Regions from separate parts of the Mus musculus genome. Here all the other regions are linked to region 1. A link is a contact called in public promoter capture Hi-C data. All regions are on one chromosome and are shown on one strand. The core of a region is the stretch at or near the end of the contact, and the rest is flanking DNA. Distances in the headings are between cores, read along the strand shown. Region 1 holds the start of Mbtps2 (membrane-bound transcription factor peptidase, site 2). Region 2 holds the start of Map7d2 (MAP7 domain containing 2). Region 3 holds the start of Bclaf3 (Bclaf1 and Thrap3 family member 3). Region 4 has its middle 330 kb from the start of Rps6ka3.

What was found. Promoter capture Hi-C pulls out the DNA fragments that hold promoters and counts their contacts.
Region 2: a promoter capture Hi-C map of hippocampal neurons shows a contact between it and region 1, with 3 times the contacts expected there. The contact joins the promoter of Map7d2 here to the promoter of Mbtps2 in region 1. A contact is called at or near these places in 2 of 39 promoter capture datasets (hippocampal neurons and pre-B cells).
Region 3: a promoter capture Hi-C map of pre-B cells shows a contact between it and region 1, with 3 times the contacts expected there. The contact joins the promoter of Bclaf3 here to the promoter of Mbtps2 in region 1.
Region 4: a contact with region 1 is called in a promoter capture Hi-C map of hippocampal neurons, with 21 times the contacts expected there. The contact joins the enhancer-like site here to the promoter of Mbtps2 in region 1. A contact is called at or near these places in 8 of 39 promoter capture datasets (the 3T3-L1 cell line, cranial neural crest, frontonasal cranial neural crest and 4 more), 6 of 484 Hi-C or Micro-C datasets (the N1E-115 cell line, cerebral cortex, cortical neurons and 2 more) and 7 of 115 datasets of contacts at active chromatin or transcription factors (SST interneurons, astrocytes, cardiomyocytes and 4 more).

Annotation. Positions count from the first base shown.
Region 1 is chrX:157,597,275-157,602,862 of GRCm38.p6, reverse strand. It overlaps Mbtps2 (membrane-bound transcription factor peptidase, site 2), which reads left to right and starts at 4,148. Exons shown (of 11, transcript NM_172307.3): 1 at 4,148-4,367. The coding sequence starts at 4,293.
Region 2 is chrX:159,411,228-159,417,028 of GRCm38.p6, reverse strand. It overlaps Map7d2 (MAP7 domain containing 2), which reads right to left and starts at 2,457. Exons shown (of 17, transcript NM_001081124.2): 1 at 2,137-2,457. The coding sequence starts at 2,332.
Region 3 is chrX:159,530,718-159,536,443 of GRCm38.p6, reverse strand. Bclaf3 (Bclaf1 and Thrap3 family member 3) reads right to left here and starts at 3,776. Exons shown (of 12, transcript NM_001033472.2): 1 at 3,609-3,776.
Region 4 is chrX:158,921,656-158,927,387 of GRCm38.p6, reverse strand. No RefSeq gene overlaps it. Among named protein-coding and RNA genes, the nearest start is that of Rps6ka3, 330 kb to the left of the region's middle. Within about 2 kb of position 3,452, at least 45 of the 459 cell types and tissues checked have an H3K27ac peak or open chromatin away from gene starts, as enhancers often do. A contact at or near this core is called in the N1E-115 cell line, SST interneurons, cerebral cortex and 2 more, where this site is marked.

The DNA.
Region 1 (5,588 bases), core at 2,899-5,398:
ATTTTGTTAAAGGCTAAGGGGACAGCCACTGCTTTGGGAATTAGATTGCCTGTACCCAAGCCTCAGCACATAATCTTGTTTGTTCTGCTTTATGTTGCTAGGTAGGTCTAGTGACATTTTATTTTTAATTTTTTTATGACACAGATTTGGTGGATTGAGGTGATTTACTGACTCCTGTTTGTGTAAGATTTTTCACATGGAAAAATAATTATTTCTATATTGTTGCCAAAATTTGCTGCATACTTTTTAAACCCACTTAGAAATATAATATTTATTAATAACTGAAATTATTGGTCTACATTTGGTATACAGTATCATGTGTTACATAATAGCAGGTCAAGATAAACTGTTAGTACTTTAAGGTCATGTGCTGCAGTGCGTGAGGTTATCCTGTGGCATAGACACAGGCAGATTGGCATTTCACAGCTCTAGGCCATTTCAGTGGGTGCAGCCTCTTATGTCAAATGCATTTCCCAGGGCAGTGAGGAGGGGTAAGGCCTTTAGGTCCATTTTTAAATGGCATTATTTAAATTTGATGTTTTACAAAGAAACTCAGGGAAGGTACTACAACCAAAATCTGTAATTTGACTTTTGTGTTTTTATTTTGTTTTATTGGAATACTTTTATAAAGGAAAATAATAACTGTGGTTGTTTGTACAACTTTCTAAATTATTTTTTCATTGTCACCTTTTATTTTACAAGTTTCTGAATATGGATTAAATTAACATTTTTAACAAAAATGAAAATATTAATATATTTTTCAATAACTAATTGAATATCAATGCTTTAATTTAAAATTATACAACTTTTAAAAATTTATATTTCATATATATTTATCTCTGAAGTTAGAAAATATACTGATACTCTGTTTCAGCCAAGTATCAATTTTTAATATGCAGCTGGTTGCACTCAGCCAAAATACATATTTGATGTCCCTCTAAAAATATTGTAAGAAATGAAAATTCTATGAATAAAAGCGCAGTTATGTGTCCTTTATTTAATACAGTTCCTTGACAGAAATCCAAAATGTTTTGCCAATTAAGCCACAGGTTTATTTTACTGAAAAATACCTTTTTCATCTTTTTTCTTTTTTCATCGGGGCTTCCTTCATTGCCATTCTGTCTCCCATCGTGCTTCTGCTGCTGCCACCAGCTGGCTGCTACTACAGCTAAATTCCAGCAGCCAGCAGGAGGCAATTCAGTGCTTTGTTATGACTTCTGTGCTCCTGGTGGGAAAATCAACTCAGATGTAGAACTCAATCTTTAAGCTGGGAACAGAAAATCACAATCAACTCATTTCCTTCACATTTTGGGTTATCAGATAGCCACGCAGTAGCTTGTTCTTGTCCTAGTACAAGGTCCAGACAAAGCTCTGGGCTAACAAAAAGAAACTATTTCCATTGTTAAGTTAATGGCCTCCTCCCAGGAAGGAACAAGGTTAAAACTACAGAGCCATTACAGAAAGCAAACAAAGGTCAAATCAAAAAATAAAGTGTACCAATAAACTTAGAAATTCAGAAGTACAAATTCTAACACATTTATACAAAAGAACATTTGGAAAATAGTAGGGAGATAAAATTTCAACCGTGTTTAATTTTTGAAATTTTGAGCAGTAAGTATAATTTTAACTTTTCATTTTGGCCAAATCCCTGTCATTTTTTTTGTTAGAGGGATTAAAAGATTTAACTATTTAAAATTTACTACCATAAATTAAAATTTAAAATTTAAAGTATAAAATAAAAATAAGCTTCCAAGTAGTAGATTTTGTAAGTATCTAGCTAGCATTCACACCTCAGAAATTCTCAAAGGTTAACACAACACCAAGAAAATATAAAAAGTTATGAATTCACAGGGTACTTGAATGTAAACATTTATAGCATATTCACCTACATTAAAAAAATCCAAGTCATTTATAAAAACACATAAACACATGTATACAAACAGAGGTAAAACAGAGTCACTTCTGAAGCCAGAGACATATTACCAAGTAATTAAAACGTAAGGAAAACTCTGTGCCCTGCGCCTGTCACTGAACGGACGATGTGCCCCCCCCTTTTTTTTCTAACTCCAGTGCTTGCTCAACAGCTTTGGCATAGAATACAATACCCCATTATGCCACAAGATCAAGGTGTTTACAGATTAGTAGTTCCATTTGAGTGAACCAAGTAAAAAGTCAGGCTATATAACCAAAAAAGAGAAATTGTTAGCAGGACTATACGTAAATAAGGCCTCCAAGTTCACCTATTCTTGAGAATCAAGGATAAGTTTCCAACTAGCTTCACTGTAGACAACGCCTATGGCTTGTATACTAGAACAATTTTCTACGTTGCTTTACAGAAACTTGAAGGCGACTTTAGCTACAAAACCAAAACCACTCTTTTTCAAGAGCCTATGGATAGCTAATAGATTATGTGAATCCCGGCTTCATGGTACAGGTGTACACCTGTAATCAATCCTAGCACTCAGGAATTGGAGAAAAGAGGACAAGTTTCCTCTGCTATGTAGAGCTTTAAGTCCAGTCTGGGTTACAGACTTTGTTTTTAAAAAGAGAGAATGCCGTATGGCTAGAGGGTGTAGCTCAGAGTATCAAAGTCCTGGGTCCTTAGGTGGATCTGTACTTGGGGACACAGAGATGGGACTGCGTTTAAAATGATACAGCCTTGGGTCTGTTTCACAGAGCTTCTCATTTAATTGGTCCAGGCTCCAGAAACCAGGGGGACTTTAAAGGCCCCTGGTGAAGGTACTGTGCAACCAAGGCTGAGAACTACACTTTAGTTCACTAGACAGATGGTCAGTGCTCCAATTTTTAAAAGTTTCATCTAACCTATTTTATAGGCCAGTAGATCAACGGAAAACCTGCAAGGGCTGTTTCTCTCATCATGTTGTCCCCCTGGGACTGACTCAGGTAGTCAGGTTAGGCAGCAAGTGCCTTTACGTGTTGAGCCATTTTTCCAGGTCTAGAACTCCAATATGTAGCAATAGCCCAAACCTCAAGTCTTTTTTTTTTTTTTTTTTTTTTTTTTCCGAGACAGGGTTTCTCGGTATAGATCTGGCTGTCCTGGAACTCACTTTGTAGACCAGGCTGGCCTCGAACTCAGAAATCTGCCTGCCACTGCCTCCCGAGTGCTGGAATTAAAGGCGTGCGCCACTACGCCCGGCTCCTCAAGTCTTAGATGAAAGTTTTTGTTTTTTTTTTTTAATCAACAGCCAGGTATTTTTGATGCACAACTCTTAAGTGCAGGTTAACTCTGAGAGTTCAAGGCCAGCCTACTCTGTATAGTGAATGCCAGGCTTGGATTGCATAGTGAGACCCTGTCTTAAAATAAAGACCAGTTATATAGACAAATCTTACAAAACAAAATGTCGCGCGAAATAATCCAGATTTTAACAGTGTGGTTCTATTTACGCAGAATTCAACATTAAAAATAAATAAATTAATTAATAAATCAGAACGGGGCAGGGGACAGAAATACGTAGGAAGGGAAACTAGAAAGAAATTCTCTGGATAGAAATGCTACGTATGGGGCTGGTGAGATGGCTCAGCGATTAAGAGCACCAATTACTCTTCTGAAGGTCCTGAGTTCAAATCCCAGCAACTGCATGGTGGCTCACAACCATCTGTAATGAGATCTGACTCCCTCCTCCAGAGTGTCTGAAGACAGCTGTAGTGTTCTCACATATAATAAATAAATAAATCTTTAAAAAAAATAGAAAGAAAAGAAATGCTACGTATTTCGATTAAGATATAGACAGATATTTAGTTTTCAAAACACCGAAATGAACAAATGAGGCCTCCATTACGATATTGCCGTGCATAAAGACGTTAGAACGAGACGTGATTAATTTAAATGTGGGTATGTACTTCTGACAATCCCAAACTCCGGCTATATGAAAAGCACAACAAACCGGAGATGGAAATCAGTGAGAAGGAAGGGCAGAGCGCAGAGAGGGTCAAGCCTCATGAGTCACAAGCACGCTGCCGGACGGACGACCCGAGCTTCGAGCATTCCGGAGCCCGAGCGTCCCAGGAAAAGAAGCCCGCGCGCTTTTTCCGGCATATGCACCAAAAAAAAAAAAAAAACAAAACAAAACAAAAAAAAAAAAAAAAAAAAAAAAACGGCTGAGTGTCCTCACCGGAAGGGTCCGGAGGGAAATGTTGCCACCGGAGCAAAGAACCCGGTAGCACTTTAGTTCCTGCGCGGATGCTGGAGCTGGAAGGCTCCGGGCGGGCGCACGGCTGACTGGGGCTCGCAGAAGCAGGCCGCCGGGGCCCGCCGTCCATCCGTCGCTACGATGATTCCGGTGTCGCTGCTGGTGGTGGTGGTGGGTGGTTGGACTGCCGTCTACCTGGCCGACTTGGTGTTGAAGGTGAGGGCCTCAGGCCTCAGGCCCCAGCCGGCGGAGTCCAGGGCTGGTGCGCATGGTCCTGTGTCGCCCAAGGCCTTTTCTCTTCCCCTTCGGAGTCTCCGCGCCGGGCCGGGAGCCGCTCCGAGCGCCCGCCGCGTCTGCGTGCGCTCTCCCGCGTGGCGCATCCGTCCGACCGAGTAAAGAAAGTAGGGCAGGCAGGCTGCGGGAGGGGAGGGGTGTGGCGGCCACCGCATTGCGGGCGCCGCCGGGTCCCTGCGGCTTTTGGGCTCCTTCCCGGGAGGAGTCTGGCGGGCTTGGGAGGCACGGCTCGAAGGAGGAAAAGAAACGAAAACTTCCGCTTAAGAAAATGCTTTGTGGTTCTTCTTTGTGCTAAGGTTAGGACCCGTGAGACGCTGCTAGTGTTGTGATAAACCGAAATCAGATTGTGACTTAAATCACTGGCGTCAAACTCGAAAGTACACAGGAGCATCGGTGGTTCTAGTTTAAATTTAGATTCTGATTTCGTCAGATCTGGGAGGAAAGCTAAGATTGTGTATTTCCAGCCAGTTTCTCTGGCCCACGGACGGACAGTGCTGACCCACAGGCGGTGCTTTAAAGTAGCAAGAATTTACATAGCCACATTTTCTGTTATTCAAATTCTATTTACACCCTACACTCCCTTTTTCACAGTGACCACACACACTCTGAGCACACAGTGCTTTTTTTTTTTTTGAGTGTTGTGGGTGCTGGAATCGTAAGAAGAAATTTCAAGAGTTTGTCTGAGCACGTGTTTCAGACATCCTTGGAATGGAGTGGGGGTGGGGAATACGAGCTTAGAAATTCCCAAGGGTTTGGAAATCACAATCATAAATAGTAAAACCTTCATGTTTGTGTTCTTTTAAACAAAATAACCTCGTGACACTTCGTCTTAGGAAACAATAAAATCAAATGGCACCTGTGCTTCTTTGTCATATTTAAACGTTGGTATGCCAGGCTATGAAGAGCGAGCTTAAGAGAGCTAGGCTCTGCCACTTTCTAACCTCTGTGACCTTAGGCAGATCGTTACTTGTGCCTCCATTTCTTGTCTTTAAATTGGGAAAGCAACTGAAAGGATCACCTGAACTTATGGAGAGGATTATATTATGCGTCCAGATAATATACTGTATCGGAGGTCCAAGGACCAACAACACTTGGATGATCTGGGCCCTTGTTAGAATGGCAGACTCTCAGGTGTCACCTCTG
Region 2 (5,801 bases), core at 1,208-3,707, 1.8 Mb before region 1:
AAGTACTAAGCTCGATCGCAGACCCCATGAAAAAGTTCAATATGGTAGAATGTGCTTGTAAGCTAGCACTGGGGAGCCTGGAAAAGGTGGGTCCTTGGGGCTCCTTGACAAGCCAGCATGACCAAAACCCTGAGTTCTAAGCCAGTCAGAGACTTAGCTTCAAAAAAACCAAATGGAAAGTGCCTGAGGAATGAGACCTAAATTGAACCTGTGAACTCTACAAGCTCATCCCCACACAGCCACAGGAAACTGCAACTCACAAGTATACACACAGAAGAAAAACAAAACTTTAGTCAGAAATGCTGGTGATGGGAAACGGGAACATGAATTCATGCCCAATATGGGTTATATAGCATCACATAAACCTGTCTCCATCCCATCCCTGTTGAAATAAAGTTTAAAAAAATCCGTTTTCTTTCACACAACTATTAAGAATGACCTCTAAATGGTTATAACAGGCTATATATTTAAAACCTAGAATTATTTTAGGAATTCCAAAATAAAACTAGTGTCCACATTGCAACTGAGCAATAGGAAAAAGAACTGCCCCCTAAATTCCTTCAAGTTAATTAAAATCCCAGATAAACTGGACATCCGACAATACAGCCCTTTCTCTACCACAAGAAACATCAAAATAATCTATTATTTCAAATCCCCACCAAACAAAAATGTAAACTCAAAAAACATCTAATGTTTTACTGCATGGAATCCCCTTTACCACAGAGAGCAGACTCCGATGTGTGGGTTCTGGGTTCTTATCAGATATGGCCTTTCTCAAGCAAAAGGAATGAAAATATAAGTCTAGACTTAAAGGGCAGGTATTATCACTATCCTGTAATGTCTTACTAAGTTGTGCATTTAATAACACACGAGAACACAAACTAGAAATCAATTTAGCCTTCCTTTCCCTTCTATGAATGATGCAACAGACAGATCAGTAAGATAGTCCCCTCTATCCCAACAAAAAGAACTGTTCAAGTGACTAAGGCAGCATCTTCAAGCTGGTCATGCTGACTTGAAGGCTCACGGGAATCCAGATCAACGTAAGGTAAAGAGCCAGATCCTGTCTCAAAACGAAGAAACACATAAACAACCCACACGCCCGTTCAGTTGATGTCCTTCCTCTTTCCCCCTCCACCATATAGGAAATACTCCACGATGCGATAATTCCCAAATTCTACAAATTGTGTGAGGGTTTATTTTTTTCTTTTCGTTCGAATGTTAAACTGCAATGAAAGATGGAATATAGAATTAGTTCTCATTATTAACATTTAAAAAAAATGTCGCCAGGAAAATTGGAATGAAATGCTTTTCCTCACTGCGTATACCTCCGCACCACCTGCAAGTACACAGAAGGTTAGCCCCAGAACCAGAAGACGCAGGCGCTTATCACGTTCTTCCCAGCGTCCTCACCATGTTCCGTCCCCTTGGGCAGAAGGAACAGGGACCCACATCCCCACACCCCTTGGCGACAGCTCTCAGCTGCAGTCCCGTGGGCTAGAACACTCAATCGCCACGCAGTCACGTACCAGAAAGGGCAGCGGCAGGGGCCAGACGCCCCAGTAGGGAAACCACTACCTCAGCGACTTCAGGGGGGGGGAGGGGTCGTCGTCTCAGCAGTCGCGTGTGGCCCTGCTCCCTTTATGAACCGTCGCTGCCCCCGCGGGCGATGCGACATTATTTTCCCAACCCCGAGAGGCCAAGTAAACCGCAAAGCTGGGCCACCTTGGTGGCTGGCTGTGGCTTCCCCGTCTGCGCGCCTTAGGATGGAGGGTGGGAGCCAGCGAGGCAGCGAGCCAGCCGCAATCCCTGTAGTCCAAACACCTCAGCGGGCCCCCGCACCCACAGGGTCGCCATCCCGGAACCCCCTCCTCCGGTGCCGAGCCATACCTCGGGGACAGCCGTGGCCAAGGATACCCGCTCCTCCGCTCTCCAGCCACCCCCCACAAACTCGCCCACGCAAACACGCCAAGCCCGAGGGGACCCCGCCACCTGCCGAAAGAGAGACGCAGCCTGAAGTCCCCCAGGGCAGGTTGACCTAGGCCCCCGGAAAGGGCGACCGGGCGACAGCCCTTGGCCGCCCCGCCCCCCCCGGGGGTCCTCAGCGCGGCCTGCCCAGTGCTCCCCGGCCCTTACCTGCGGACCGCGGGGTGGACTGGGAGGCTCTCCCGGAGGCCGCTTCCGCGGACTTGGCCAGCAGCAGCGACAAGCCCTTGGCAGCCCCTTCCGAGGGGACTCCGGCTCCTCCGCCACCGCCACCGCTGCCGCCGTACCCGCCGCCGCCGCCGCCGCCGCCACCGCCGCCGCCGCCGTTCCCACCGCTGCGCTCCATCGGGATGCGCGGGCTGCACAGGCGCACTGTCTGGCCCGCCCGCTGTGTCGCACCGGCCCCGCGCGGGTCCGCATGCGCACGCGGCCTCCCACCTTGCGCGCCGGCCTCCCTCTGCCCGGGCTCGCCGCACCGGACCCTCCCGCACTCGCCGGTGCGTCACTGCTCAGCCGGCGCAGGCGTGCGCGCGCCAAGGGACCGCACGGGCTCCGCGCTCCCGGCTCGCAGCCCCTCGGGCTGCTGTGAAAGGCGCACCCGGGGCGCCGAACGTGCGCGCGCAGTGTCCGCTCCACAAGTCCTCACGGCTCAGCATCCCCAGTGTCCGCACACACCACACCTGGCGCGCTTCTTCTTAAGAGTTTACAAAAGGCTTCTTTGCACACTCGGTTTAAACACGCTTCCACACACTCGTGCACACATCCACTTAAAGTTTCTCACACACCTTGCACACATCTGACGCGCGCGCACGTGTTCACACTGTCTCTCTGCACAAAAACAGCCCTGCAGCTCCTAGTGCCCGTTCATAGCTAGGTTTTCTGGTTGTCACCACATGGGCCAGTGCCACATGCATGTGCAGATGCCATAGGGCCATAGGATCCATTTTACCGCAATGAGGTTTCAGTTCATTTCTTTCTTTCTTTATATATTTGCCAAATATTCATCCTATAAAATAATGCATTTCATCATCCATTTTCATATGTCTGTTATGTGCTTCAAGAGGGTGGTAGTGACAATTTTTCTGGTGTTTGTTTTGTTTTGTCTGTTTTATGTTTTGTTTTTCAAGACAGGGTTTCTCTGTGTAGCCCTGGAGGTCCTGGAACTCACTCTGTAGAACAGGCTGGCCTCGAACTCAGAGATCTCCTGGCTGTGGCTCCTGAATGCTGGGATTAAAGGCATGTGCCACCACTGCAGAGCTAGTGGGGAGTGATTTTGAGACAGGGCCTTATAGTACATCCCAGGCCTGGTCTGGCCTCTAACTCATGACAACCATCCTGTCTCAGTCTCTCAAGTCTTGGGATTACAGGCATGAGTTACCACAGCCAACCTTATCCTGCCCTTTGATCATATTGTCACTCTCATCACCCTCTTTTGTCCTCTCCTCTCTCTCGCCAGACCCTTTCCTCTTCCCTAAAAATCTCCTTTCTATTTCCCCATCATATACGTGTGAGCTTTAAATACAATTTTAAAATGTAGATTCTGCGTGTCCTATGTTCGTTTTGATTTGTGCAGTCTCATTCTGTAGCTTAGGCTGGTATGAAATTAGATTGATAGCTCTCAAGCTCTGGAGGCAATCAAGTCTGATGCCCCAGCCTCCAGAGTGCTAGAATTAGAAAAATAAAGAACCATGCTGGACTTAGATTTGTCTTTTTGTTTATTTGTTTGTTTGTTTGTTTTAGGGATGAAGAGGAAATGATCCCATGTAGCCTAGGCTGGCCTTGAACTCACTATGTAAAAGAGACCTTCTGCTCCAGCCTCCTGAATTCTGAGATTCAAGGCCTTCACTACTATGCTTGGCTACATTTTTTTTTCTTTCTGAGTCTGACTTACTTTGCTCAACACGATCTCCATTTTCATACATTTTCCAACAAATAACCTAATTTTTCTTCTTTATGGCTGAATTAGACTCAATTATGTATTTATACCATCTTTTTTATAACCATTTATTCTACGAGTTATTATAAATAACTCACAGTAAATATAAGTGCCACAGTAAACATAAGTGTTCAAGTAACTTTATTGCATGCCCACTTTGATCCTGTGGGTACATACCTAGCAGTGGTATAGCTGGGTCGTATGGTAGTTGTACTTTTAGCTTTAGAAGACCCTTGTTGCTAACATTTGGAGTGTAGTCTCTTATTAACACTCCTACCTGTGATGTGTAAAGGATATTGGTCCCCATGTCCTCGCCATTTCATCTTTCTTTCTTGATATTTGCTCTGACTGGAGTGATATGTAATAGCTAAGTAATTTTGTTTGCGGATCTCCCACCTCCCTGGGGTCTCATCAAGCACAAATTGTACCGGTCACACACTTTACCAAGCTCTCCCTGTGCATGTGAAACCCGACTTATTTTTCCCTTAACAAATCCTGCTGTAAAGAGCTTTGTGATTTCCTTTGATCCCGTTTATCAATTCTTTTGTTAGTTTTTGTTTTGTTTTGTTTTTGACACTGGGTAATTGTAGGGTTGTTCTAGATTGCGCAGTATTTCCTAGGCTGATTTGGAATCCTCCTCACTTTGGCTTTGAAATTCTGGATTTATAGTTGTGAGCCACCAAGCTTGGCTCTTGCCTCTGGAGTAGGGGGTCAAAGAAGATTATGAGATATTATTTCCTTTTCTCTAGCCATGAACATTTATTATGGTTTCAAAAACATACTGAAGGGGCGAGAGGTATAACTCAGTAGTAGACTGCTTACCTGCATGTGTGATGTGTATAGGCCCCAGGGTTGATTCCTAAGAGAGAAAACAATAAAAACAACCATGGTGGACAGGCCTGGTGGATTATGATTAAATCCCATCAATAAAGAGGCAAAGGAAGGTGAAGTTCTGTGAGTTCAAGGCCACCCTGTTCTACACAGTGAATTCCAGGCCAGTCAGGGATACCTAGTGGGAACCCCAAATCTTGCACGCGCCCGACTCGACCAGCAAGAAAGACGCTGCAAGCCCAGAACTGGTGCTGCTTATATAGGCCTAGGAGAGGTGTGTCTCACACCCGGATTGGTTATGCACTATGCCTCATTTGCATGTTCCTCATCTGATTGGCTACTCTCTCTCAGTACCTCACAGAACCTCATTAACATACCTCATTTGCATGTCTCACATCTGATTGGTTATATTCTCAGTACCTCATTAACATGCCCGGGCCAGACAGTGACTTGGCAAAAAGCTTTACTGCATATGTACACATTGGTTGTTTGTCCAAACTTATGCGTGGTGGCCAGCAGTAGCCAGCGCCACTCTGCAACGGCACATGTGGCTTCCCACACCCAAACCCCTGTTTCAAAAAATTAAGAAAAACAACCATTTTGAAAAACATCATTAATTTTTAACATTGGCTCACAGCTATAATCCCAACACTTGGGAGCCTGAGGCAAGAGATTAAGTTTGAGGCTAGCCTGAGCTAGTAGAAAATGTGGGCCAGCCTGGGCTAAAGAGCAAAGAAAGAGAGAAGGGAAAGAGGAGGGTGTGAAGGAGAGGAGAGAAAGAAAGAGACAGAGACAGAAGAGAGAAAAGGGAAGACAAAACAAACTATCATTGCATGGTCTGCCTAAACTTCCAGGGTTTAGGAAGGCATAGCCTACAATGTGCTCACCTTTCCACAAGTAGCTCAGGCTACATATTTTTCTGTTGGGAGCCTTGAGATTGTTATTCCCAGTCTGGCAGAGAAAGAAACACTTGATTAAGAAAGAAACCGGGGGACCTGGAAAAGCCTCAGTGGAGAACGCACAGACCATGAGGACCAGAGATTTTATC
Region 3 (5,726 bases), core at 2,527-5,026, 1.9 Mb before region 1:
CGAAGCCATAAATTCAGTCCCCAGCACCATATAAATCAGTAGTTTTCAACCTGTGAGTCACAACCCCTTTAATGGACCTTTTCACAGAGATCCCCTAAGACCATCAGAAAACACAGATATTTACATTTTGTTTCCTAACAGTTGCAAAATTACAGTTATGGGGTAGCAAGGAAACTAATTTTATGTTGGGGGGATCACCATAACATAAGGAACTGTAGTAAAGGGTTACAGCATTAGGAAGGTTGAGACCCACTGGTGTAAACCAAGTGTGATGTACACATGCCTAAAATCCCAATATTTAAGATATAGAGGCAGATGATGAAAAATCTAGGTGATGCTCACTGAGTTTGAGGCCAGTCTGGACTAAGTGAGATCCTGTCACATGAAAAGAATGAAGGGAAGAAAGAAAAGTGATTTAGGGGCTGGTGAGATGGCTCAGTGGGTTAGAGCACCCGACTGCTCTTCCAGAGGTCCGGAGTTCAAATCCCAGCAACCACATGGTGGCTCACAACCATCTGTAACAAGATCCAATGCCCTCTTCTGGTGTGTCTGAAGACAGCTACAGTGTACTTTCATATAATAAATTAATTAATCTTTAAAAAAAAAGAAAAGTGATTTAGGTGTGGTGACATATGCCTATAATCCCAGAATTCCAGCACGAAGGAGGGTCAGGTAAAAGGACTATAAATTTGCGTCAAGTTGATCTAAATAAGACCCTGTGTCAAAAAACAAACAAAAAGGGAGCTATGTTCAATGTACACAGTATACACTATGAAAAACAACTTAAAGTTCAAACTTGAGTATGAAAGAGTATGGTGTAGGGCCAAAAAGTATCACTTAAGAGTCTTTGAAAATGAGTCCTTTTTTGGTTTGTTTGTTTGTTTGTTTGTTTTGCTGTTGTTATTTCAAGACAGGGTCTCACTCTATAGCTCTGGAGCTCACTATGTAGATCAGGATGGCCTCAATCTCACAGAGAGATCTATCTGCCTATGTCTATTCCTTAGTGCTGGAATTAAAGGCATGGCCCACTACACCTATTAAAACAGGGTCTTAGAGACAGGTGGATTTCTGAGTTCGAGGCTAACCTGGTCTACAGAGTGAGTTCCAGGATAACCAGAACTACACAGAAAAAGCCTGTCTTGAAAAAAAAATTAAATCAAGGTCTTAATAGTGCCTAGACTGGCCTCAAACTTCTGCTTCTCAACCAAACTTTGTCCCACATACCTGTAATCCAAACACTCAAGAGCCTGAGGCAAACATGAGCTAAGCAGTGGCATCCTGCTTGACAAAAAACTAAAACAAAAAACAAAAAAACTGAGGGCTAGTGATACAGCTAAACTGGTACAAAGTGATTACCTGGCATGTAGGAAATCCTGAGCTCAATTCACAGCACTGCAAGAAACACACACCTCACACATGATTTTGCAATCTTTTTGTCTTTACCTTTTGAGTTCTGGCAATACAAATCATGGCTTCAAACATGCTAGACAAGTACTCTACCAATGCTATTCCATACCTAGCCCCAGAATAGATTTCAAAAACTAGACCTTTTAGAAATATGTATGTCCTTGTGTGTGTGTGTGTGTGTGTGTGTGTGTGTGTGTGTGTGTGTATGCCCAAGAAGAGCAGAGAAATAGATCTTTTTCAGTAGCTCTCTACGTAACTTTTTTTTAAGACAGGAATCTTTTATACCACCTGAAGTTCACCATTTCAGCTTATCTGAATGGTTAGCCAGCCTCAGAAACTCTCCTGTCTGTTTCTTGAGAGCTGGAATTAGAGATAAATACTTTGCTGCTGGCTTTTTATTCAGGTACAAGGGATCTTAACCCCAGTTCTCATGATTCCACAGCAAGTATTACTGACTGGGCCATTTTCCCCAGCTCCAAAAGTTTACATTTAAAATTTTTGTGCTTCAAGATGCTTCTGTGCGCCGGGTGTTGGTGGCCCATGCCTTTAATCCCAGCACAAGGGAGGCACAGGCAGAGGCAGGTGGATTTCTGAGTTCGAGGCCAGCCTGGTCTACAGAGTGAGTTCCAGGACAGCCAGGGCTACACAGAGAAACCCTGTCTCAAAAAAACAAAAAAAAAATGCTTCTGTGCTCTGAAATTTTTACAAGAAAGTAAAACCTGCAGTAAGTAAGACAAAGTATGTGAAATATACTTTCATAAATGTCTCATATGACCCTAAAAGGTAAGACACACATTATAATCCCTTGTTCATTGCTGAGGAAATACCTTAGAAAAAGTTAAGTGATTTGGACAAGGTAATCAGATATAATTCAAGTAAGTCATAACTTCAAACTTTGTTCACTTAGAAAAACCCTTACTAACTTGTTTTATTTTTTTTAGAACACGGAGTAACTGGGAAGCTGAACTGCTATCAATAACCGAGGAAAATAAAACAAACATGACTGGCATGCACCTGCAACCCTGGCATTTAGGGGCCAGAGACCGGGAGTCAGAAACTCAAGGCTATCCTTGGCTACACTGTGAGTTCAAGACCATCCTTTCTTTAAAGACTCCCTTTTTTTAAAAAAAAGGAAGAAAAAAAGAAAGCCTCAACATAAATGAACAAACAAGCCTTTTAAAGTTTTGGACCTGTTCACATCTAGGGAAAAAGAAAAGTTTAAATATGCCAGGCCTGGCCACGCAGGCCTATAATCTACTCAGGATGGAGAGTGGGTACAAAGTTCGAGGACTGCCCAGCCTGACCAATAGAATGAGTTAAACAGCATCCTGTGTTGAGTGAGACTCTATCTCAAAAGGTACATAGCTCTACGGTGGAGTGCTTGCTTGCCATGGGGAAGGGCCTAGCTTTTCTTTCCAGGCTTATAAAAGAAAAGAAAAGTTAAAAAGGTAGCCTGACCGGAAGCCTCGAGGGCCCTATTTTCTCCTGGCCGTTTGGAATGTGTTCCAGAGAAGCAGTCACTCAAGGTGTAACTCAAAAAAAAAAAAAAAAACAAAACAAACAAAAAAAAAAAAGCATATTTCGAGGGCTAAGTTTCTCTAGGGCGGTCCTGACCGGTGGCCCAGTTGACTGAATTCCTCCCAGGGAGGTCTGCGCTAGCTAACTAGCCTTTGACCTTGTCCGCGGAGGATGCGGCTCCCGAGGCCAGAGCATCTTTGGCGGACAAAGCCGGGAGCATCGCTCCGCTCCGGAGGGCTCCGCGTCCTCGGGCTTCAGCCTCCCGGCACCGCCCCCTCCCTGGTCCCCGGGGACCCACGCGGCAGGAGCCTGGCGCCGCCACCTGCCCGCCGCCGTGGGCGGGCAGACCTGGGGGTTGGGGGGGGGGGCGGGCAGGTGCCCGAGCTGGCGGCGGCTCAGGAATAGCACCGGCGGGGACAGCCTCAGAACCCACCCCCCCTCAGGGCAGAGAGCCAAGCGGGCGCGCCAAGGGAGCCTGAGCCTCGAGGGGCGGCAGCCGCTTAGGGAAGGCGCTGGCCCCAGCGTGAACCGGAGAAGGGATGAGGTCCCCGGAGAAGCCAAGTCCGCCCGCAGTCCCGTTCCCGCCCGCCACCGTGAGAACCGCCACTCGTGGGCGAAGGACACACCCTCCCTCCTTCCCAGGCTCGGGCTTCCTCACTCTGCCCACTCCCCGGACCGCTCACCCCTCAGAGAAGTCGTCACCAGAGCCCGTCGCTGTCGCTGTCGCCGTCGCCGAAGCCTCCGCCGCTACAGCCGCCGCCGCTGTTGCTGCTCCCTCACCGCCTCGCCCGTCGCGCAGCTCCCGCCTCCTGCTCCAACCAGCACCCAGCTCTCCCCGCGGGCCGGGACCCGGAACCACTTCCTTCCGGAATGGTCTGGTCCCAACCCCCTCTGGCCCCGCCCACAGTGTCCGCCTCCCGCCCAAACTTGCCTTCAAGGAGGAGAAGCTCGGGTCCAGCCCCGCCCAGACGGCGCCCGCGGGCTCTCTAGCGCCCTCTGCTGGCTGCGCTCTCCCACGGTTCCCTGAGAGACTAAAGTGCGCTCGCGAGTTGATCTGGCTAGAAGGAAGAGAAGCACCCCAGGTGGTGCAAGTCTGGGACTCTGGAGTTGAGGATCGCGGCCTAGAAGTCAGCCCTCAACTTGGTTCCCTTGATCTTCCTGCCTTGTGTGCAGTATCCGCAGATAGAGGCAGAGGTATCGGCCAAGGTTTTTTTTTGTTTTTGTTTTTGTTTTTTTTTTTTTTTGGTTTTCGAGACAGGGTTTCTCTGTATAGTCCTGGCTGTCCTGGAACTCACTTTGTAGACCAGGCTGGCCTCAAACTCAGAAATCTGCCTGCCTCTGCCTCCCGAGTGCTGGGATTAAAGGCATGCGCCACCACTGCCCGGCTAGCGTCTAGCTCTTTATGTGGCCCATCTATATATCTGAGCCTGCTTCTCCTTGACCTCTGTCCCCACCTATTTAATTTGCAACCAATCATCCAACTTTTCACCATTTCCCATAGCCTCAAATGAAGGGTCTGCTTGGAAAACGGGACCTTCTGAGCTTTCCAAATGGGTTAATGGTCCCAATAAATACCAACCCCTCTCTGCTCTCCTCTCTTTTATATTTTCTTATTTTCTTCTCTTTCTCCTTTCTCTCTACCCTCATTTTCCTCCTCTTTTGTGCCTATAGTGCTCTGTTTGTATGTCCATGTATACTTCCCCTGTGTGGGGTGTGGGGGGAGGTCAAAGGGCAACCTCAGGTGTCATTCCTTGAGAAGGATTGTCCACCTTTGTTTAGGGTGACAGGGTTTCTCACTGGCCTGGAACGTTCCAAGTAGGCTAAGCTGGCTGGCTAGCAAGTCCCAGGAATCTGCCTAGCTCTGCCTCCCCACTACTGGAGTTCCAAGCATGTGCCACCATGCCTGTCTCTTTTTACACAAGGTCTAGGGCTCTGACTCAGGTCCTGATCCTTGCAAAGCAAGCACTATAGTAATAAATCTATCTCCCTAGGATCGCCACCCCCCCACCCCCATTTATCACTCTCTGCCTGCTGTATCTAGAGGGAACCCAGGACCGTGCACTCGGTGTGCAAGCATGCTAGCAAGAAGCTCTCATAACACACACAAACACATACACAACTGCAAAAGAAGGATTTGTTAGAGTAGGACCCACATTCGATCCTGGATAATCCAAACAATGACTATTGGCCCCCGGAAGAAGCAAAACTACGTTAGCTATGCAGTCCAAGAAAGCTGGAAGTCTCAGAAGAAGTGGCATCTGTAATTGCCTACAAGCTTCTTAGAGAGTCTCTGTGTGAGTTAGTGTTGAGACGCTAAAGACTCTGGAATCTGGTGGCCACAGAACATGCCGTGGCCATTAGACGTATCTGCTGAAGAAGTATAAAGCTTGCACACGCTGGCTAGGAATCTTCATTTCTCCACCTTTTTTCCTTTGGAGCCCCAGGCCTATTGGGATGTTGCCACCCACATTCAGAACAGCTACATTCCCCCTCAATTGCTCTCCTGCATGTCAATCATCTCTGACAACACCCCCACAGATACACCCAGAAGTGTGTCACTAGGCATCTCAATCTAGTCAGGTTGACAGATCATGACAAACACATTTTAAGCTACCCACAATCCCACTATTCAACTGCCTTACAGGGAATACAAATGATAGGAACTGCTTCTTCAACTTGAGTGTATATCAGACTCACACAGAGGCTCTTCTTGTTGGGGCCTACCTCCAGAGTTTCTCATTTGGGGACTTTACATTCACTCGTGTTTTTCTTTTCTTTTCTTTTCTTTTTTAGATTTATTT
Region 4 (5,732 bases), core at 2,203-4,702, 1.3 Mb before region 1:
ATACCCAGAAGAAGTTCTAACTGGTAATAAGAACACATGCTCCACTATGTTCATAGCAGCCTTATTTATAATAGCCAGAAGCTGGAAAGAACCCAGATGTCCTTCAACAGAAGAATGGATACAGAAAATGTGGTACATTTACACAATGGAGTACTACTCAGCTATTAAAAACAATGGATTTATGAAATTCTTGGACAAATGGATGTATCTGGAGGATATCATCCTTAGTGAGGTAACCCAATCACAAAAGAAGTCATTAGATATGCACTCACTGATAAGTGGATATTAGCCCAGAAACATAGAACACCCAAGATACAATTTGCAAAACACAAGAAAATCAAGAAGAGGGAAGACCAATGGGTGGATACTTCATTCCTCCTTAGAAAAGGGAACAAAACACCTATGAAAGGAGTTACAGAGACAAAGTTTGGAGCTAAGACGAAAGGGTGGACTATCCAGAGACTACCCCACCTGGGGATCCATCCCATAATCAGCTACCAAACCCAGACACTGTTGCATATGCCAGAAAGATTTTGCTGAAGGGACCCTGATATAACTGTCTCTTTTGAGGCTATGCTGGGGCCTGGCAAATACAGAATGCTCACAGTCATCTATAAGATGGAACACAGGGCCCCCAGTGAAGGAGCTAGAGAAAGTACCCAAGAGCTGATGGGGTCTGCAACCCTATAGACGGAACAACAATATGAACTAACCAGTACCCCCAGAGCTCGTGTCTCTAGTTGCATATGTAGTAGAAGATGGCCTAGTCGGCCATCATTGAGAAGAGAGGCCCCTTGGTGTTGCAAACTTTATATGCCCCAGTACAGGGGAATGCCAGGGCCAAGAAGTGGGAGAGCAGGGCTGGGGGGGTGGTGGTGGTGTATAGGGAACTTTTGGGATAGCATTTGAAATGTATATAAAGAAAATATCTAATAAAAAAGAAAACATCCAATAAAAATTAAAAAAAAAAGAGTTAATGTATTAAACATTAAAAGTGTACTCTAAAATGCAGAGGTCACAAGATGGGGTAGAACAAAGCATTGAAGAGGAAGATTTTTTTAAAAGACATGACTGAAACTCTTGTTGTTCACAGTTATGCAGGAGTGAGTTTAGTTCTTTTCCACAACAAATGGGGACAAATAGCTACACTTATGGCCAGGGGAAAACCAGATATAATTTCTTAAAGGCACAATCAGCAGACAGACACACCACATTTATTCGTGACTCCCCAGACAGTCACTCAATAGCATGTTATTCAATAGAAGTGATGCGTTTAATTTTCTTGGCCAACCCCTAACTAAATTACTGTCACTGTTTGCAGAAGAATTTACTCATATTGGCTAACCTGGGGTGGGGCCAGCTTCAAGCAAATCACTGAAGGTGATGGCACATGGTTCCTTCATGGACATTCAGATTTCAATGGCAAAAGAGAATGACTGGGTTTTGAGGAGAGAAGAAAAGAAATGACTTACTTCATATAATATACAGTTATCCCTCTTTTAAAATGAGGACTTGAAAAAAACCCAAAACAAAACAAAAAACAACCTTACAAGTGACCACCCTGGCTGCTTGTATAAAAAAAAATGTGTAGTGCTCAATAATGTTAAGCAGTTGAACTTGGACTAACTTCATGTGTTTGATAAATGACAATGTCAATCTTTGAACTGCAAGGTTCCTTTAGCTCTAACAAATTATGAAAATTCCCCTGAAACAAATATGGGGACCTACATTGAACACACTTGTATACTCTATATAGAAAATAGATGGACAGTTACTTGTGGGTATGGCTTGTGATAGGAGCTCCCAACTTCAGGGGCTTTCTCCATTGTATCAAGTCATGTCAGGCACAAGATAGGTTTATATAAATGGGGTAGGTATTACATAAACGTTGACTATAACTGTTTTTAATGGTTTGGTTTATAACACACTTTTATTTGATACATTTTGAGTAACTGAGTTGTATAATATATAGGAAACTTATTACAGTTTTGATTATATTCATATTACTGGAATGCTTAACATTGTAGTTTTAGTATTTTGGTTGCTAGCCCTCCCAACAGTTGCACTGGTATTTTAAAATGCATTGGAATGACTTCGGTCTAAATCAGGTAGTTCTTCAAATGCATCACTAGGTGGCAGCAAAGCTTTAATAAAATCAATTCTCAGCCCCTTGTGGAGCACACAGTATTTCCTTTTGTCTTCTTTATTACACAACCTCATTGCACCAACAAAATATTATTATCATTAACATTGATAGTGGCAGCTACAGCAAAGGCAACTGACCAAGATGTCCAAAACATGACACACTAAACACAATTCAGCATTAAGTGTTACAAAGTTGTTGCAAAAGACTTTCGAAATTATTAGTCAAATAGGCTGAAAGCATTGTCACTGAACTTAAAGCCAGCTGCCACCTTCCCACACTTATGTAAGAAATAGTTCCACAGGCTCCTTGAAGAAGATCTGTGGGGCCTTAGTTGTACAGTGTGTGACTGCCACAAAGGGAACCTCTGAATAATTCATGAAGAATTGTTATTTTCTTATATTGTTTGAGATGGAAGTCGGCTGCAGGTCTATAGACAATGACGCAATTACAGTGTTTAATGTCCCTTTGGGAGAGTTTCTATATTCCATCTTTGTATATACACTTGGCATCTTTCATTTAGAATGAATGGGTTCACTTCTTTCTTGTTTGAGAAAAATCCTCTTCCCCAGCAGAGTCCTAGGCTTTCTTTCTCTGGTGATTCTCACATCAGCTACACTTTCCATTACATTCCTGTCAGCAGATATTCCCAGCGGGGTAGGGGCTGCACATAGCTGGGATTTCCCTAATCGAGATGCCCTCCTGGCTCCTGAAATTGGTGGTTTTAACTAGCCCTTCTATTGTGAACAATGGATCCACACTCCCCTTTCTTTCTCTACTTTGCTTAAGCATTCCTGGATTCTTCCCCCTTACACTCCCCCTTCGTATCTACCTCCCACCCTTCTTTATCTCCTGCATTCTTTTTCCTCCCTCTCTCTCACTTAAAATTCTCCTAACGTCCTTTCTACCATGCAGTGCAATCTTAACCATCTAACAAAAGACCGTATAACGTAAATTCCATTTCAGAAATGGGAGGAGTTTTCTTGCATACTAAACAAGCATTTCCTATCTTGGTAGGAAAACAACAAAACATTTTCCCTTGGAAGCGCTGCTTAATCACGGCTATCAGCATCGCCTCAAGCTGAATGTGCATCCATCGAAGGCAAAACACAGCCCAGTGCAGAAGTGCAACAACCTACTTTAAGATCTGCACACATCACGTGCGATGAAAACGGATTTCGTTTCTAGGCTCTTCCCCCACCTTTAAAAAAAATTCTCCCTTATCACGATTCCTTTCTAGGTGGAGGAGGTTCCACCTGCCCACTCACTGCGTAAACCAAATCTGTGCCTGAAAATTAGACTCCTTCCAGTGTGGTCAGAATCAGGTAACAACAGCTGAATTCAGTTCACCCCATGCCTTCTTTGCTTTCCACTGAGCAGTGAAGTGTGAAGGCTTATCTAAGGAGCAGGAAGGGAGAATTTGGGTTACCCATTTGTGTGTGTGTGTGTGTGTGTGTGTGTGTGTGTGTGTGTGTGACAGGGTTGTCCTGCTTTGTGCCCATTAGTCATTAAACGCATACTGCCCAGGCAGTAAAACAAAAGCTATTCTCGGATAAGTACGAGGCTTAATAAAGAGTTGAAGGAATTTCAAAGAAGGAAAAATGTTTCTGTATTCCCTGGGGGCTACATGGTCTCTGCTGAGTATTTTGATTTGGGGGTACATGGACGTAAAACCTAGCAGATTGTATTCTATACCTGCGTGCTCGCTGGCAGGCACAAAATGTACGCTGTTAACTACAGACGTCTGGGTTTGCTTCTCCCGAGGGGCTGATGGAAGATTCACCAGCACGTGGGTGAAGCAGCAGCCTTGTGATCTGGCTTCCCAGCCTCCGAGCCGCCTTCCAGCTGCCTTATGTAATGTGATCTGTTTGCTGATGGGAGCCTGATTAGTTTCTGGGTGGGAACTGCAAAACCTGTGCACAGTCCCCGTGAGTGCTAGACTCCGCCAGCCTAGTTGAGTTTGTATTTGTCAGGCAAGCAAGGGGTTAAATGGAGCCACACTAAGGGTATGCACGTGGGTGCACAGGGAGGCCAGGAATGGTGTGGATGAGTGATAGAGGCAGTTGAAGTAGTCCGAATAAGAGCAGCATGTGGGTGGTGGAGAGGGAGAAAGAAAAGCCGGGGAAGGGCTTTAGGGAGGAAAAGCAGTCGCCACCAAGCAGCTAACCGTAGATCATTGGCATGCATTCCTTATCAAATGAGAGCAGGACACAGAGACTGAAATCAAGCTGAGCAGAATTTCTAATAGAACTGGCTGACCTTTCAAACGAAGTACTTAAGTAAAGATGGGCAGCACATGGCAGGACTTTTTACAAGGAGGCAAAAAGTGGGCAGCTCAGAGTTTCAGGTGTACTGTATTTAAACAACACATCTCATTGGTTTTGAGTCAAAATACTTTAAAAGTACCCCTCAAGCCACATTTAGTGCCTCAAGCCTGTAATCGTAGCACTCGAGAGGTCGAGGCAGGAGGACTGGTGGTAGTGTGCAGCCAGCTTGGGCTATATAGTGAATTTCAGGCCAACCTAAATTATACCAGGAGACCCTGTCCCTCCAGGTAACTTTATTTGCTCTGGAATTCTTTTTATCGTCCCAAGTTGAGGGGACTGCATGCTGTTTTGGTAGGAGTTTAATATAAATAGCCAAAGTTTTTTTTACACTGTTATCCTTTGAGAGTTGTTTTATTTTCACATTTCTATAAATATGTTCAGCAACAAGGTTTTTGGAGAGCTCCCCAAGAATTTCGCTTGTGAAAGTCTCCATGAGAATTAAAAACAAGTCCCTGTGGGTTCTCCATAACCGCTAACTTTAAGACTAAAAAGTTACATTAATGAGTTCTCTATAAATCTTCTCTCCGTCGATAAAAAATTCTTTTTGGTATGGTAATTTTGTTTACTTCTCTCAAGAGTCAGTCATAATCAAACTTGACCAGCAGGGGGCGAGCGTTCACAGAAAATGCAAGTAGTCCCTGCTCTGGCTGATTTGCCGGATGGAAGAAACAGGTTTTATTCTGAGGTATTTTCAGTTCAAATTCAAGTTCTAGAACTTTGATTTATTATTAGCTTCTCTTACTTGGGGAGAAGGGAGGAGAGAAAAACAGGTCTGTCTGCTACCCGTGTGTTCTACCCCCAACTTTAGGGAAGGGCTCAGAAACCGCAAGTTTTCAGTAGAGTCAAACAGGCTGGATCGTGCATGAATCTGAGAACACAGGCTCCAGTTTTCCTAAAATGACAAATCGCCTCCCGTTACTCAAGAAATCACAAAAGATTCACACCCACCCTTTCTTCCCCCGAGCTTTGTCCTTCTGCGAGTGATTTGCAGTCCCAGACAAGTATTATATAATGATGAGGCAGAGAAGCCTGAAGCTTAGTCTTACTGCTTCTTTCGCAGAAAAGACATTTAAAAAGAAAAAAAGAAAAACGATTATAACACCATCTTAAATGTTTCCGAGACAAACGTTTCTGCCAAGTGTTGGAAGAGTGGGGCATTAGTGTATTAGTTGTGTCCATTTGCCATGGTCCAAGGGAGCAGTTTGAAGGGAAAGATGGAAAGATACAACTTGCGGGTGAGTGGGAAAGGGCCTGCAGTTCCA